Regions from separate parts of the Ovis aries genome. Here region 2 is linked to region 1. A link is a contact called in public Hi-C data. All regions are on one chromosome and are shown on one strand. Each heading gives the region's core, a stretch centred on a gene start, on an enhancer-like site or on the middle of the called end of the contact. The rest is flanking DNA. Distances are from core to core; before and after follow the strand shown.

Region 1 (7,439 bases), core at 2,022-4,521:
TTTTTCATGTATATGAAATTTAGTTCAGTAGGTGCTGTATATGTTATCTTTCAGTGTACCCTGAATATTAACCTAGACACTTGTAAATAACCCTAGATATGTCTTCCATCTGATATAAGACTTTGTATATTAAAAAGAACTAGGTTTCTGACTTTTTTTCTTGGATATTACATGAAAAATATTAGATCATCTTCAGCCACTTTAAAAAGGTTTTAATTAAATTAGGAGGTAAATATGTACTCAGAACATGATCAGTATCAGAATTGAGAATTCACTGTGACACTACCGCTTTGGATGTGAAGCAAATGTATGAACATATAGAGAGACCTGTAGTTGTAATTTAATGTTATTATGGTACATAGGCTTTAGTAATCAAAAATATTTTCTGTAGAGTCGTGAATCTGGCACCTTTCAGAGATACAGTCTTCCTAACGTTGGTTTGATTCAAAAATATTTCCTTGATTGTCAAGCCTACCAATTATCCTTGAATTGCAACTCTAGGTAAGTCTGAAAACTTTCCATAGGTAGACTGTCATCCGCTGGGATTGTTTTATTTATGTAACAAATGCAAAGACGTGTGTTTGTTTTCAACTTGTATAGTCCAGTGTGGTTTTACTATACTATATTTGTATTTAAATATTATATTTATTAGGAACACATACACACACACACACACATACACACATATATATATGTTTTTCTCTAATTGGGCAAAATATAGAAATTCTACTGTAATATTTTAGGTTATTTGCATACCAGTTGCTTTAGTCCCTTGGATACTTTTTTCTCTCAAGGAAGCAAAATGGAAAGTACCCCGTGTCTTCTATCAAATTTATAAATGTTTGTTTAAAGTGAATTAGTTAAAGCCATTTCTATCTTCTTCCTGGGTTCTGATGAAGTTATTTTGAAGAATGGTGATAGGTGATTATACTCATGAATGTGAGATTACTGTTTCTCCCCCTCCTCCAATTTCATCGCTTTCAGCCGCCTTGCTATCATCGACATCTTAGGAGTTCTAACCTTCTTTGACTTGGATGCTCGAGTGACAGACAGCACAGGACAGCAAGTCGTTGGCGAGTTGTTAAAACTGGAGCGAAAAGATGTCTGGGATATGAAGTGGGCCAAAGATAATCCTGATTTGTTTGCAGTGATGGAGAAAACAAGAATGTATGTTTTCAGAAACTTGGATCCTGAGGTAAAACCAAGAAATGAGCATTAATGGTGCATAAATAATGAGCCAAAAACCAAAACCTGGACATTTCTCCTTTGTTTCTTCAAGAAATTTGTTAGTGTTGGCTGCATGAATTCTGAAACTAAATAGGAACATTTCTGTGGAACTCAAAAATATTTGGTCTTAAGTGGGGTTAACATTTATCTTTTAAATATTCTCTACTTTCACTGAAAGGTACTTTCTAAGCATTATCTGTTCTATTTAAAAGATGGAACCTTGGTCACTAACTGTATAGTCTTTATTTCTTCCCCTGTCAAAGTTTTTTAAAAGAATCTGTAGTCTTATTTACCAAAGTTGCTTAAGGCAACCTAACCAAAAAGTGGTTTTGAAGTTCCCTTGTCCTTTCATTCTATTTTGCCTGTTCTGTGCTCACCTTTGTCTCATTTTTATTTACATGAACTTTATCAGCCGGTAATCCATGTTCTTTCTCATCCTGATAATCTTGTGGACGATGACTAATCTCTCTCTGGTGTGTCAGAATGCTCCTTTCTCACTGATTTTTAAAGTTATATTTTTAATTTTCTACTTGTGACTCACATCAACTGATTTTTAGGCACTGAACTTTCCTGTCAGTCTGCTCTGTAATTCTTAGCTATTGTGTTTGGGAATTCAAAATTTGAGTGGTAGCCTAACCAAAACATAATTAAGAAGATAAATCTTTTAAACAATTTTTGAATTACCTGTGGATTTTCTATTTGAAATTTTCAGTGCTCTTATTGTACTCCACTAGTTGAAGAAGGCAATGGCAACCCACTTCAGTACTCTTGCCTGGCAAATCCCTTGGATGGAGGAGCCTGGTGGGCTGCAGTCCGTGGGGTTGCTCGGAGTCAGACACGACTGAGCGACTTCGCTTTCACTTTTCACTTTCACGCATTGGAGAAGGAAATGGCAACCCACTCCAGGGTTCTTGCCTGGAGAATCCCAGGGACTGGGGAGCCTGGTGGGCTGCTGTCTCTGGGGTCGCACAGAGTTGGCCACGACTGAAGTGATTTAGCAGCAGCAGCAGCAGTGGAAATAATAAGAGATGACTTGATACGTGCTTTATGGCTGTAACTGATGTTTGTTTGGACCTGTAGTTTCCTTCTTGGGAAAAAAGTACATGCTGGGGCCTCTGAGTTACTGAAGATTTTCTGTAATAATTTATATAGTGGTAAACTATTTGCCCTTTTAATATCTTAAATTATTTTCAGTTTTAATATCCTAAATTATATACTTATTTGAGCCCTATTCAGGATCTTTGGGGCATGGCTGAGCGACTTTCCCTTCCCTTCAGGATCTTTGGGTTGGCCAATGACCTGATGTAAATTGCTCTCAAAGGCTTAGTTAAAGCTCTTAGGTGTCTTATGAAGTCACTCAGTCATGACCGACTTTTTGCGGCCCCACGGACTGTAGCCTACCAGCCTCCTTCGTCCATGGGATTTTCCAGGCAAGAGGACTGGAGTGGGGTGCCATTTCCTTCTCCAGGGGATCTTCATGACCCAGGGATAGAACCTGAGTCTCCCGCATTGCAGGCAGACGCTTTACCATCTGAGCCACCAGGGAAGCCAGGTGTCTTATGGATCTTTGTAATTTTAGACCCTGAGTAATGGCTCAAAGGGCTTCCCTGGTGGCTCAGATAGTAAAGAATCGCCTGCAGTGCAGGAGACCCAGGTTCAGTCCCTAGGTGCAGAAGATCCCCTGGAGAAAGGAATGGCAACCCACTCCAGTAATCTTGCCTGGAGAATTCCAAGGACAGAGGAGCCAGGCAGGCTTATAAAGAGTCGGACACGACTGAGCGGCTACTACCACCAGTGGCTCAAAGGAAGGGCATTCAGGGTGTTGCCTTTAACCTGTATAAGCACCGCTGTCTTTCAAAGGTTTAAAGAAATCTTGACCTTTCCAAAGAAACAAGTGTGGAAATTTGGCAGGTAACCATGGGATAAACTGGAGGATGGAAGTGAAATACTTTTTGAATGTGAGGGTCCTTTATCCATTGCTGGCCCTATTTAGACTGATTTTGAAATCATGTGCCTGGAGAAGTGAGAGGATTATGCCTGGCTGTTTATAGTGTGTGTGCAGCACACATGGTGAGTCCAGGACCAGGGCAAATCTTTGCTTAGTGGAAAGTGTTTCTTAAGTAGTTTCGAAAGAACAACCTTTTATTTGTTTATTTTTGGAGTTTGTTGTCTGGCTTGGCAAGTATTTCAGTTTTCTGTTAGATTCAGAGGTAGGTGAATTTCTTAACGACTTAACCACTGACTGAATTTCTTTATAAACCATGCTAAGCTGCTGTTTTCATTCACGAGAACACTGGCTGGCTGTGGTCCCTGTTTGGTCAGTTACCCTTCTTGCTGTGCCTCTAGCACGCGAGGACATACTCTTCAAAACTGGACTTACTAGAACTCCTTTAGGACATCGTCTTCTGTCCTAAAGCGACAAAGGGTCTTCCTGTGCCATCTTGATCCTGGCTGATCACTCTGCTTACCTTTCTGATTCTCCTTTCCTCTTTGTTTTTGGTGTTATTTTTTATCCACAGATCATCTTTTATGACTTTAGCTTTTGTCTGTCTTGCTTTGTTGAATTATCTAACTAGAAAGAAAAAATTTTCTAGTGATGAACCTTCTTATACAGGTATACTTGGTTTACATGTAGTACCAAAAGAAAGCCTCTAAAAGGTTCCTACAGTTTATAAGAAATATTTCATCACGTGTACTTGTTTGTGAGTTAAATTTTGTTCTGATTCTTTCTGTTCATAAAAGCATACTATTTGCCTTTATGTAATACGATTTTTTGAGGAAGTGTAGGGATTTTATAAAGTTTTCTCATATAATTTTAATCAATTTCTACTTTTTAAAGAAAATATATATTTTAAAACCTAATGAACATGTATAATATGCCTGTAAGAGCCTCAGTATTAAACTTAGACATATTAAGTGCAAACTAAATATGATTCAATATTTACTTATTTTTACCTTTTTAGTGTCTTCCTATTATTATAATTTTTAAGTTTCTATTATATATGAAGCACTAACTTTCAGAGTTATAAATCTGATACATTATTGCATTTGGATTTTAGGTTACTTTCTATTTCTTTATGACTTTACACATATATTTTGAAAAATTGCATTCGTGAGTTATTTTCATTATCAGACATTATCCTATTCTTTTTGCAGTGTTCTTGGAGGTATTAAGTATATTGGGAGTTTATTTCTTTTTTATATAATATTTTAACCTATTTTTTCCACTAGGGGTTTAGGACAGCTACTTTACATTATAATATGCATTTTCTCTTCTTTATTTCTACAAGCCTGTATAACACTAGGGCAAGAAAGAGACATATAGCACATTCATGTATTTCCATGTTGTCAAATTAAATCTCATATAGGGAATGAATCTATCAACAATACCCTCTGGCTAATGTTACAGAGGACGTACTTTTCATGGTAGGAAACTTCTTTGATATCTATCTATCTATCTATCTATATATATATATGTACACACTTAGATACAAATTTCATTAAGAACTAAATTTAATGTTACATGGAATGAATGAGAATTATCAAACCGTATAAACCATCTTTGGATTAATTCAGAAGCTGATGCTGGATCCCATTAGTGAATTAATACTGCTTATGTGAGGTGTGATCATCTTCATATGGCTATGTAAGAGAACATCCTTATGTTTTAGATACATACTGAAATAGGAGTGAAAGTCATGATGTCTCTAGATTTACTTTACTTTAAAATACTCTAGCCAAAAAATTGACTGAAGTATATCTCCAAACTGTTAATATTTAGATGGTAGGTATGTGGGTGTTAATGACATTCTCTCTACTTTTTTGTTTTGAGAATTTTGATAATAAAATTTAAAATCATGATAAGTCAAAGAAGGGAAATTTTGTACTTTTAAACATAACATTTGTTTTTGTCTTTAAAGGAACCCATTCAGACTTCTGGATATATCTGTAACTTTGAGGATTTAGAAATTAAATCTGTTCTTTTGGATGAGATATTAAAGGTAATTCTTGTTAAAAAAACAGTTACATTTCTGTTGTTGGCTTGACTGGAATTCGTTTTTGTCCTGGGCAGTATGGGGTATGGTTAGGAGTGTGGGTTGCAGAATTCCAGCCCTGCTCTGTCACTCACACAAACTTTAGACAGCTTCCTTCATCGTTTAAAGTTTCATTTTCCTTTCCTGCTTGTGAGCCTGTTTTTATCTCTATAAAATGTGAGTAGTAATAATACCTTTCTTATAGGATTGTTATTTTGTAAGATAATGAGTAGAAAGCAGTTAGTGGAGTGCTAGGACCAAGAGCTCAGAAAGGGTAGTTAGTTGTCATTATTTTATGTTAATAACAGAGAAGGCTGAAGAAGTATTTGATAATTTTCTTTAGTCTTTTTCTTGCTCTAGAATATTTGAGTAACTTATTGTTTGGAGGTCCACCTTCCTTCCATTTTTATTTTCAGGTTTTATAAAGTAATCTTTCTAAATTCCAGATGGTTTTTGAACTGCTTTGACCTTCATTGAGGTCAAAGGTGTGATCACCATCTTTGAGAGTTTTTTACTCTGAGAATATATTGCAAGTTTACTTTCATTTTATCCAAAGTGTTTATTTTCCTATGTACTATGTATGTTTTTTGGAATTGGGATAGTAGATTTCAAATTTCCAGAAATGTTCCATTTTATAACATGTTTTCATATTTTAGTTTGATAATGTAAATTGCACCTTTTACTGTGATCCAGTCTTTTCTGTATATGATGACCACACAAAAGCAGCAGGAATGGCCCCCACCCCAAATTTTGTTTGCATGTCAACAGTATTAACATCGCAGACATACCAAAAGGGTGTAAAAAGATCTTACCAACATAGTGAGGTTTTTTGGGGAGAAAGGACAGCTTTCCTAAGCTGGTTCAAAATTGATTTGCGAGCAAGGAAAGGAGACAGGCTAGGGTTTTTCGGGTAACTAGAAGGTGGGGCTAGAGTGAGGGTTCCCATAAGCAGGTAGAGATATGTGTGGTTTGGAACTCCTGTGGCACCAAAGGATGGAACACTTAATGCTTTCTTATCACCTTATCCAGATGTGAGGCAGACAGGGAAGGAGTCGGGATGAGGCTTAAAAGCTCTCAGCAATCAAACATCAAAAAGGAAGGTCTGAAATTCTGTTGCAATCTAGATATTTTAACGATTGCATGTTAAATTGCTTCAGTTGTGTTGGCCTCTTTGTGACCCTTTGGACTGTAACCTACCAGGCTCTCTGTTCATGGGCTTCTCCAGGCAAGAATACTGGAGTGGGTTGCCATGCCCTCCTCCGGGGGATCTTCCTGATTCAGGGATTGAACCTGTGTCTCTTATGTCTCCTGCACTGGCAAACTGTAACCAATGTGTGGAAAGATAGATTTAATATGATAGATTAGATAAACAGGAATAATTTTATAAAAGTGGCATCATTGTACAATCTACTTTTTTATCGTTCAGTTTAACAATGTGACAGTGAATCTGAAGAAATTGTAGAACTTCAGATAATTTTTTTTTTCCACCACAAGTGCCGTTTTTCTGGGTTAAGAAAGAAAACAATGAAAAACTAAAGAAACTAGTGAAATTTAAAAACTACTGCTTTTAAACAATATCTTAATGTTTGATATTGATTGTGCACTCTAAAAGATAATGTTCTTACATTTTCTCCCCTTTCTTCATTAGTTCTATTGTTATTTTTACTTTGTCAAGATTTAGGATGTTTTCATTTTGTTTTCTAACCCTATTTTTCCAGTTGTTTAGTCTTATATTTATTTAAATGAAAGCTACTAATCAGTGCCTTTTTCTATATTTTCTCTGTGCACGAGTTTTTAATTTTGATTAATCTTTTATTTGGCTGGATTTCATCATTACAGGTTTTTTCAAGAAAGGCTCATAGTTGCTGATTGCCTTGAATTCTGGAGTGCTTAAAAATGATTATATTGACACTTGTGAAGAATTTTTAAAGCACATATTTAAACTGGTCCAGTTCAGTTCAGTCTATGTACTTTAAAACTCTTCATTCACGGGCACAGTTTGTGTGTATCTTGTACTAGGCTAAAGAATCTCTGCAGTACTATTGCCTGGTTTACTGTTAGGGGTTGTTAAACTGAGGGAAACCAGGTTCTCTGTGACAATTTGGTTCTCTGCCTGACTTACCACATGCAAAGCCATAAAGAAAAGAATATTGTCATATCATATTTCCCTCTGAGTCC
Region 2 (7,439 bases), core at 3,661-6,160, 240 kb before region 1:
GTGGAGGAAAGCCGAGGAACTGGTCTCCCAGCTCCATGGCCCCACACCCAGCCGTCAGCGGGGCCTGTTCTAAGACGAGTCTCAGCACGCGGCAGCAAGACAGGCGCCAGCCCTCTGGAAGGGTGGCTATGGGGGTTGCTGGTGACAGCTCTGACCTGGCTTGGGCATTGGGGCTGGCTCTGGCTGCCAGGAAACACCCCCTCCCTCAACACATCCCTGGCCCCAGGTACTCCTAGGGAGGAGGGCTCTCTGACTGACCTTAGGTCCCCCTTCTGAAAGCCCTGACACGCAGTGCCCTGCAGGACATGCTACTGCAGAGGGGATCTTTAAGCCAAATACGGGTGGTACCCTGCACCCTGGCCCTGCCCTGGAATCCCCCAGAGGACTGAGGTCTGTCTCCTAGTGGCAGGGTGGGAACGGCTGAGCTGGGGTTGTTGGGGGGATGGTGGTGAGGGGTGCATGGCCAGGAGGTCCCCTGTAAGGCACTCGGGGCTCTGTTGGTGCCCTAACAGAAGCACGATCTCAGGGTGAGAGCGGCAGGAGCCCCCTCTTCCCGCCTGTCTGTTCCGGGCGCCCCTCCTGTCTTGGGCCATACCCATCACCCCTCTGCAGGTCCCAGCTTGACTTGGTTCCTGGTTAGTTGATAAATCGCCGTGCCTGTCAGGCTGGAAATGCTGATGCTGTCCCGAGGCACCGATGGGGCCCCTCCCTCCTGGAAGTGGAGAGGGTGGGGGGAAGGTTTCAGGGTCTTGAGGCCAAAGCTGGGAGATCTGAATCCCTTCGATACCTAAGCACACGTCCCCTGCAGCACAGCTCCCAAGTTAGGGAAGAAGCCTTCAGAGAGGAAGTAATTTATCCACCACTGTGTCATCCCGGGCAGGGGGAGCGCTAGGCTGCAGGCCTGCCCCTCTAACCCACTCCCGCATGGCTGGCTGTGGCCAGCTTATCACCCCCCGCCCCCTCTCTGGCCTCACTCATGATGAATTGGGGCTGCGGATCCCAGCCTAGCCTGTCAGAACCCTAAGAAGGTTTAGGGTTTTTCAAGCTCTGAACCCCTTCTGTTATCCGGATGGGAATGAGGTCCAGAGAGGCGGCAGAGGCCCAGGTCACTCAGCAAAGGAATCTCAGCCTGGGGTGGCTCCAGGATCAGGGCTCTTTCCCTTCTGACATCCTTCGCTGTGGTCGTTTCTCTGGGAGCCTTGATTCAAGATGCTCTGGGTTTGGCCTGCGTGGTCTATGCATAGGCTGTGTGAGCATGGGCTAACAGAAGGGGTGCAAATGATCCCTCTGATGAGGGAAAGCAGAGTCACAAACTGCACTGCTGGTTTCAGCCTGCATCTGGCAGCTGACTGGATGAGAGCTGCCTGGAGAGGCAGGCAGGCAGGACCGAGCCCCAGCCCAGCTTCAGGACAGAAGAGTCTGGCTTGTCTTTGCTTCCTGCTTCTTGCACTCTTGGGATTGAAGGGGTCCTCTCAACTCTGTGGTGAAGCTTCTTCTGCAGACCAAGCAGGTGCCATGGTGTACTGACTACAGAGAATGGGTGTATCAGAGGTGTAGGGAGAACGTTCTAGAGCTTTCTCAGATCACTTTGCCCCTAGGGTGTGTTTTGGGGGCTACTTGGTACCTCTTCCTTGAACCCTGGCCCTGAGTGGGGGGTCTTATCTCCTCCAGCCCACTCCCAGTGAGACCTTTTCCTGTCCAGACTATTGCTCTCCACGTGCAGTCAGCAGACCGCTTACAGCAGCTGGAGCTTGCAACATGCAGAGTCCTAGGCCTTGCCCCCAACCCCTGAATCTGCCTTAGGGATGGAGCTAGAAGACTTCCTCTCCAGCAGTCTCCTGGTAATTCTTAGGGACCTTAAAGAAGAGAGCCCCCAGCCTGAATGCAGGTGATGGTGTGACTGTCCCCTCTGACCACTTTAGCATCCTACTACACAGGTCAGGGGTGACAGCTGGGATTCTATAGCTTAGACAGTTCGGCCCCCGAGAATTGTGTGGGGTTGGAAAAATCAGCTTTTTTCCCCCACTTAGATCCATAGATTTGACCAAGAAACTGGTAAAAAAGACTTAAAAAACCCATGAAACTCATTTAAGCCTCTCGAGAATGCCTGCTGTTGTGTGGGATTTTGATGGGATGGAACGAGGAGTGTTTATCCCAGCGTGATTGTAGGGCCGCCTCATGAGAAAAGTACATTTTCTCATGAAATGTACGTTCATTCTCATGAAATGTAAGAAAAGTAAGTTTCTTACCCTCTCTTCCCCCTTCAACCTGGGCTTATGGAACCAGTTGGGCCCCCCACCCCCTGTCCTCAGCCCTGGCCCTGGCACCGAGGCTGGCTGCTTGGGGAAGTCCGTGACCTGGGCCCTGTGACAAGGGGCAGTACTTGGACCTTGTGGACTCAGGGACTGGGCTCCTACCACAGCGGCCAAAGCTCTGTCACCACACAGAGCATTCCAACCAACAGACACCTAACCCCCCCTTTCCCACTTGGCTGCACAGTCTGCAAGTGAGGGCGCAGTGTTGCTGAAGTTGTGACTTAGAGCTAAGTGCTGACCTCTCTGGGGTCTGGCTGTGGACTTCACCATCCTCCTCTATAGCCCTCAGCACGATGACCCTCTGTGCCCCAGCCTGGGCAACTCCCCCTTCCAGAAGCCTCCTGGAGTGGGGGCTGTAACCTGGGAGCTCACCAGGGTCAAGATCATACTGTTTCTTACCCTCTCTTCTCCCCCAAACCCCTGGATGGTGGTCCCTGAGTTTTGAAGTTGAAACCCTCTTTACTGTCAAAATCTGTGACCTTGCATGATATTGTACTTTTCTCATGTCACCTCAGCTTTTAAAGGATTTGCATTTATCCATCACTTAGATCAAGTAGTGGGTGACGTGTTAGTGAGTCAGGGTGTGGGTTGGAAACCATAATCTTTGGCCCTGGTGGCTATGGGTTGATGGGGTGGCAAGGGTCAGGGGCCAGAATGGGCAACCTCTCTGGTCAGCCTGGAAGTAGAAGCCCCTCACCTGAACATTTGAGATGCCCACTTGGTATTCCGATGTATGATTGTCCCAAGGAACTTTTATGCACATGCCCAGGGTGTCTTGGAGGAATGCTGTCACACGGCCCCAGGCCCTCCTATGGCCAGTTGCAGGTGAGAGATGGCAGGAGTGGGCTTGAGGGAACCAGTGCCTCCTATAGTGGAAGCACGGAGTCCCAACCACTGGACCAGAAGGGAATTCCCCTTGAGGCTGCCTTCTTGAAGCTTCTCTGCCAGCCCTCTGCCTACAGACTCCTGACATGCTCTTGGGAATGGCAGGCAGCCTGGTGATGAAGACCCTCAACCTCTGATGAACCTGACCCTTGCTTGGCCATGCCATCCCCTCTGCACCTCTGAAGTTGGACCAGCACCTGGGTCTCAGCTGCTAGGCAGGGGTTGGGAACCCTTATTCGGTGAGGAATACGTGTGCATCCCAGGACTCCTGGGGCCTGCGGAACATTGTAGAAACTTGGGCAAGTGAAGTGAAAGTTGCTCAGTCATGTCCAACTCTTGGCGACCCCATGGACTGTAGCTGTCCAGGCCCCTGTCCATGGAATGCTCCAGGCAAGAATACTGGAGTGGGTTGCCATTCCTTTCTCCAAGGGATCTTCCCAACCCAGGGATCAAATTCAGAGGTCTCCCGCGTTACAGGCAGATTCTTTACCATCTGAGCCACCAGGGAAGAGACTTAGGCAATTTTCCCTTAAAACAGCTGAGCTATCAGGGAATATGATCCTTTGGGGCAGGGCAGAGGGAGAGAGATGGCAGACGAGGGGTGTAAGCACTGCCTGTGAGTGTGCAGACAGTTCACTGCCTGGTGGCCTTGGGCAAGACCCCACCTTAGTTCAGTTCAGTTCAGTTGCTCAGTTATGTCCGACTCTTTGCGACCCCATGAATCGTAGCACACCAGGCCTCCCTGTCCATCTCCAACTCCCGGAGTTCATTCAGACTCACGTCCTTCGAGTCAGTGATGCCATCCAGCCATCTCATCCTCTGTCGTCCCCTTATCTCAGGAGAGGCCTGCCTGCCTCAAATCAAAGGCTAACATTAAGAAAGGGATGGCAAATATTTCTAGTGTCAAGAGACCAGGTTCTCCTTTCACACTCCCTGTCCTGCTCTCCCAGACCCCTAACCCCAAATCCTCTCTCGGGAGGCGGCGGGAGGGGGCCTCCTCTCACAGCCTCGGTGTGGCCTGAAGACCAGCATGGCCGAGATGAGGTGGGCTGGCTATTCCTCTCGGGCTTCCTGTGCCCTAGCCTCTGTGTATCTATCTGCTGCAGATGCCCAGCCACACCTGGCTTTGGCCTCTCAGGCCCTGGGCTTCCAGGGTCTGTGCTGGTGGTGGGAAGGACCAGATTCAGCAGACCAAGTTTGCCTTTGAGTAGACTAAGTATGTGACCGTCTAGACCTACTCATAGGGCTTTTGATTTGTTGTATGAAAAACTGGTTTTCTGGGCCTTACAGAGGCTAAAGGCTTCCTTAGAGGTTTGGTTGGCTCTCTTTTGTCTTCCCAGGCTGCTTGAGGTGGGTTCCAAACTGGGCCGACCTGCCCCTGGCATACCTACGTTTTGGCCAAGTGGTCTCAGGTCAGTGTCAAGAGGCCGTGCCCAGGAGAGCCCTATTTTGGGCCCTGGAGGCAGCTGACCACAGGCTCATAGCATGGCCTGGCCGCTGAGTGAAACCGGAAGTCTCCCAACCTCCAGCATCAGCCGGCACCTGGTGAGGCAAGATCAACCTCAGCAGTTTCTGCTGATTTCCTCCCCAGGGAGCTGCAGCTGTCATGGGGAGGCTCACGCCGCGGGAGATCTGGGAGGTCACTGAGGCCCATCCCCTCAGTGGAGACCCAGCCCCAAAAGGGGAGAGGCTGCCCTGAGGCCTGGGAGCAGGTTTCAGGGGAGAAAGTGTTTGCTTAAGAGCTTGTTGTGTAAACAAGATCGCAGCGGGATAAGCCCAGCCAAGATGAAGAAACAAATTGTTTTTAGGGACTGGGCCAATCCAAAGTCTTATCTCGTCCTGAGAGAAACCCTTCTCTTGGGAAACTGCTAACCTGTCGGGGCCTCTGTGTAGGTGAGAGGCTGGGCCTCCTTGGCTTTGCCTGCGTCTCAAGTGGCGCCTCCGGGGTGGATGGGCTCTCAGTGTTCTTTGAGGGTTTCAGAGACCCCGTCCATGAAACAGGGCCTGCCTGGCCCCGGGGATGCTGCCTTCTGCTTCACGTCATGTGGTCCAGGCTGGTGTGGCTGCAGCCCTGACCCCCAGCTCCAGCTCCAGCTTTCTCTCCAAGGGTGGGAAATAGAGCATTACCACCTAGGGTCTCCTCCAGATCTTCGAGGGTGTTGGGTGAAGTGAAGGTGGGGGTCTCAGTGAGTGAGTGTGGGTGGGTGGGGTCCCCTGAATGCTTGTCCACCTCAAGCTTTCCTGTCAGGAGCATCTGCTGGGGGCCTGGGGCAGCAGTAGGTCAGGATGGGGATACCCACTCTGCACCTGCCTTAGGGGCAGGGTTCTTTGTTACTGAAGCAGGGTAGCCTTCCAGGAGCCCAGGGCAGCTTTAAAGCTCCATGGAGGCAGGGCAGGTGTTTGAAGCACCCCAGGGGACAATACAGACAGGATGTGGCTCAGGGTGCAGGTGGAATCTATGCAGTGTGAATGGGCCATGGCAGCTCAGACAGAGTGACCAAAATCTTTTTCTTGAGGGGCTGCGGAGAGGGAAGGAAGTTCAGTGTGGGTTTTGTACTTTCAAAGGAAGCTCAGTGGTATTTCTAGCCTCATCATTTCTACACGTGTCTGAAGCTTCCCTCGGACCTGGGCCCCTGGATGGAGCCTCCACCTGGTTTAGCTCTGCCTCAGGAGGCCAAAGGTCTTGTCTGTCCCTTCCTGCTCTGCCCCACTCAAGAGGGCAGCCCCTGGCCCGTGGCTAGGACCTGGCGAGGCCTCTTGGGCTGAGGAGGCCAGTTCCCTGGATCCCAGCCTTGGGCGGAACCTGCCCTCTAACAAGTCTGCACAGAGCTGCCTATGTACTGGCTCCCTTCTGCCCCCTCTTCTCCTAAAACCCTACCCACCTCCAGCCCTCCTCTTCCTGGACAGGCCCCAGGATCCTCTTTCCCATGCCGAGTGGCTCTTGCTCCCCAAGTTAGAGCACAGAGCAAGTTAGAGACACTGTTGGTGGGATGCTTGGGTGGTGGGTTCACCACTGTGAACCAGGCTCTGTTAGGTTCTTTTTTGTGCATAACCTTATTGAACTTGTGCAACAATCTGGGCATGTAGAAAGGCTCCCCAGTGGCTCAGTGGTAAAGAATCCACATGCAGTGCAGGAACCACAGGAGATATGTGTTTGACCCCAGGGTTGGGAAGATCCTCTGGAGAAGGGCATGGTAACCCACTCCAGTATTCTTGTCTGGAGAATCCCGTGCACAGAGGAACCTGGTGGGCTACAGTCCAAAAAGTCACAAAGAGTTGGACACAAGTGAAGCGACTTAGCATGCACGTGTGGGATTTTGATATTACTGCTGTTCCCGTTTTACAAATGGGAAGACTAAGGCTGTAAGAGGTTTACTGTGTCCTCAGGCCCATTCAGCTAGTAAGGGGCAGAGGTCAGGGGGTTTGCAAAAGCCCATGTGCTCTGAACTACACTGTCCCACTTCTTCATTTATTCTTTGTTCTGGCCGCTCATATATTGGGACTGCCACACAGGGTCATTTGGGTCAAAGCCTTGTTGCTGCACAAGATACTTAAGGCTGCTCTTCCTGCCACCCGGCTGCTGGGTCCTCCTTTCCTCACCTGTTCTCCTGGAGCCAGTGTTAGGGGTGGGCGTGGTCCCCTCATGACTGGGTTTCTGCCCCGGCCAGTTCAACGTCCCCACTACCTGGTCTTGCCGGACCGGCCCCTTGCCTCAGGGCCTGGGTCTGAGTGTTCACTTTGACACCTGCAGCCTGTTGGGCTTGGCCCCAGGCAGGCAGCTTCCCTGGGGTGGCTGTTTGCCCACAGGACCCACCCCAGGCCCACGGCCCATTTGCCTCCTTAGCCCAGGGCCCCTTCTAGATCAGCCTCGTCTGTCCTCAGCTTGATGGATGCTCTGTCCTTCCTTCCCCAAGAGGGAGGGACCCAGTTTCTCCTGTGAATGAGAAAATGGGCTGAGTGTGTGACCAAGCATCGAGGCCAGGCCTAGGGGCTGACCTGGGTGGGCAGGCCTGTCTCAGCACAGACGACTCACTCCATGCCCATCCTTGCTGCCCCCACCCCCTGCCCCCGTGGGGCCCTCGGGGTCTGCACCTTGATGCTGAGCATGCCTGGGGATGGCCTCCCTGGAGCCAGGTGGTTGTGATGTTGTTTCCAGGGGCCCCTTGAAAGCCCCACTCTTGAAACCTGAAGCCCCCTGGCCAGTGGCCCCCAGGACCTGATCCTCAGAGTAGGGTGGGC

The links. Hi-C and Micro-C count contacts between places; a contact is called where the count stands out from the background.
Region 2: a contact with region 1 is called in a Hi-C map of liver, with 2.3 times the contacts expected there. The contact joins two enhancer-like sites. A contact is called at or near these places in 4 of 16 Hi-C or Micro-C datasets (liver, mixed tissues, muscle and 1 more).

What each region holds. Positions count from the first base shown.
Region 1 is chr3:27,823,388-27,830,826 of ARS-UI_Ramb_v3.0, reverse strand. WDR35 (WD repeat domain 35) reads left to right here. Exons shown (of 25, transcript XM_060411850.1): 13 at 392-501; 14 at 985-1,195; 15 at 5,148-5,228. Among named protein-coding and RNA genes, the nearest start is that of TTC32, 23 kb to the right of the region's middle. Within about 2 kb of position 3,271, at least 2 of the 54 cell types and tissues checked have an H3K27ac peak or open chromatin away from gene starts, as enhancers often do. A contact at or near this core is called in liver, where this site is marked.
Region 2 is chr3:28,069,297-28,076,735 of ARS-UI_Ramb_v3.0, reverse strand. All of the region lies in intron 1 of SDC1 (syndecan 1), which reads left to right. Among named protein-coding and RNA genes, the nearest start is that of SDC1, 16 kb to the left of the region's middle. Within about 2 kb of position 4,910, at least 5 of the 54 cell types and tissues checked have an H3K27ac peak or open chromatin away from gene starts, as enhancers often do. A contact at or near this core is called in liver, where this site is marked.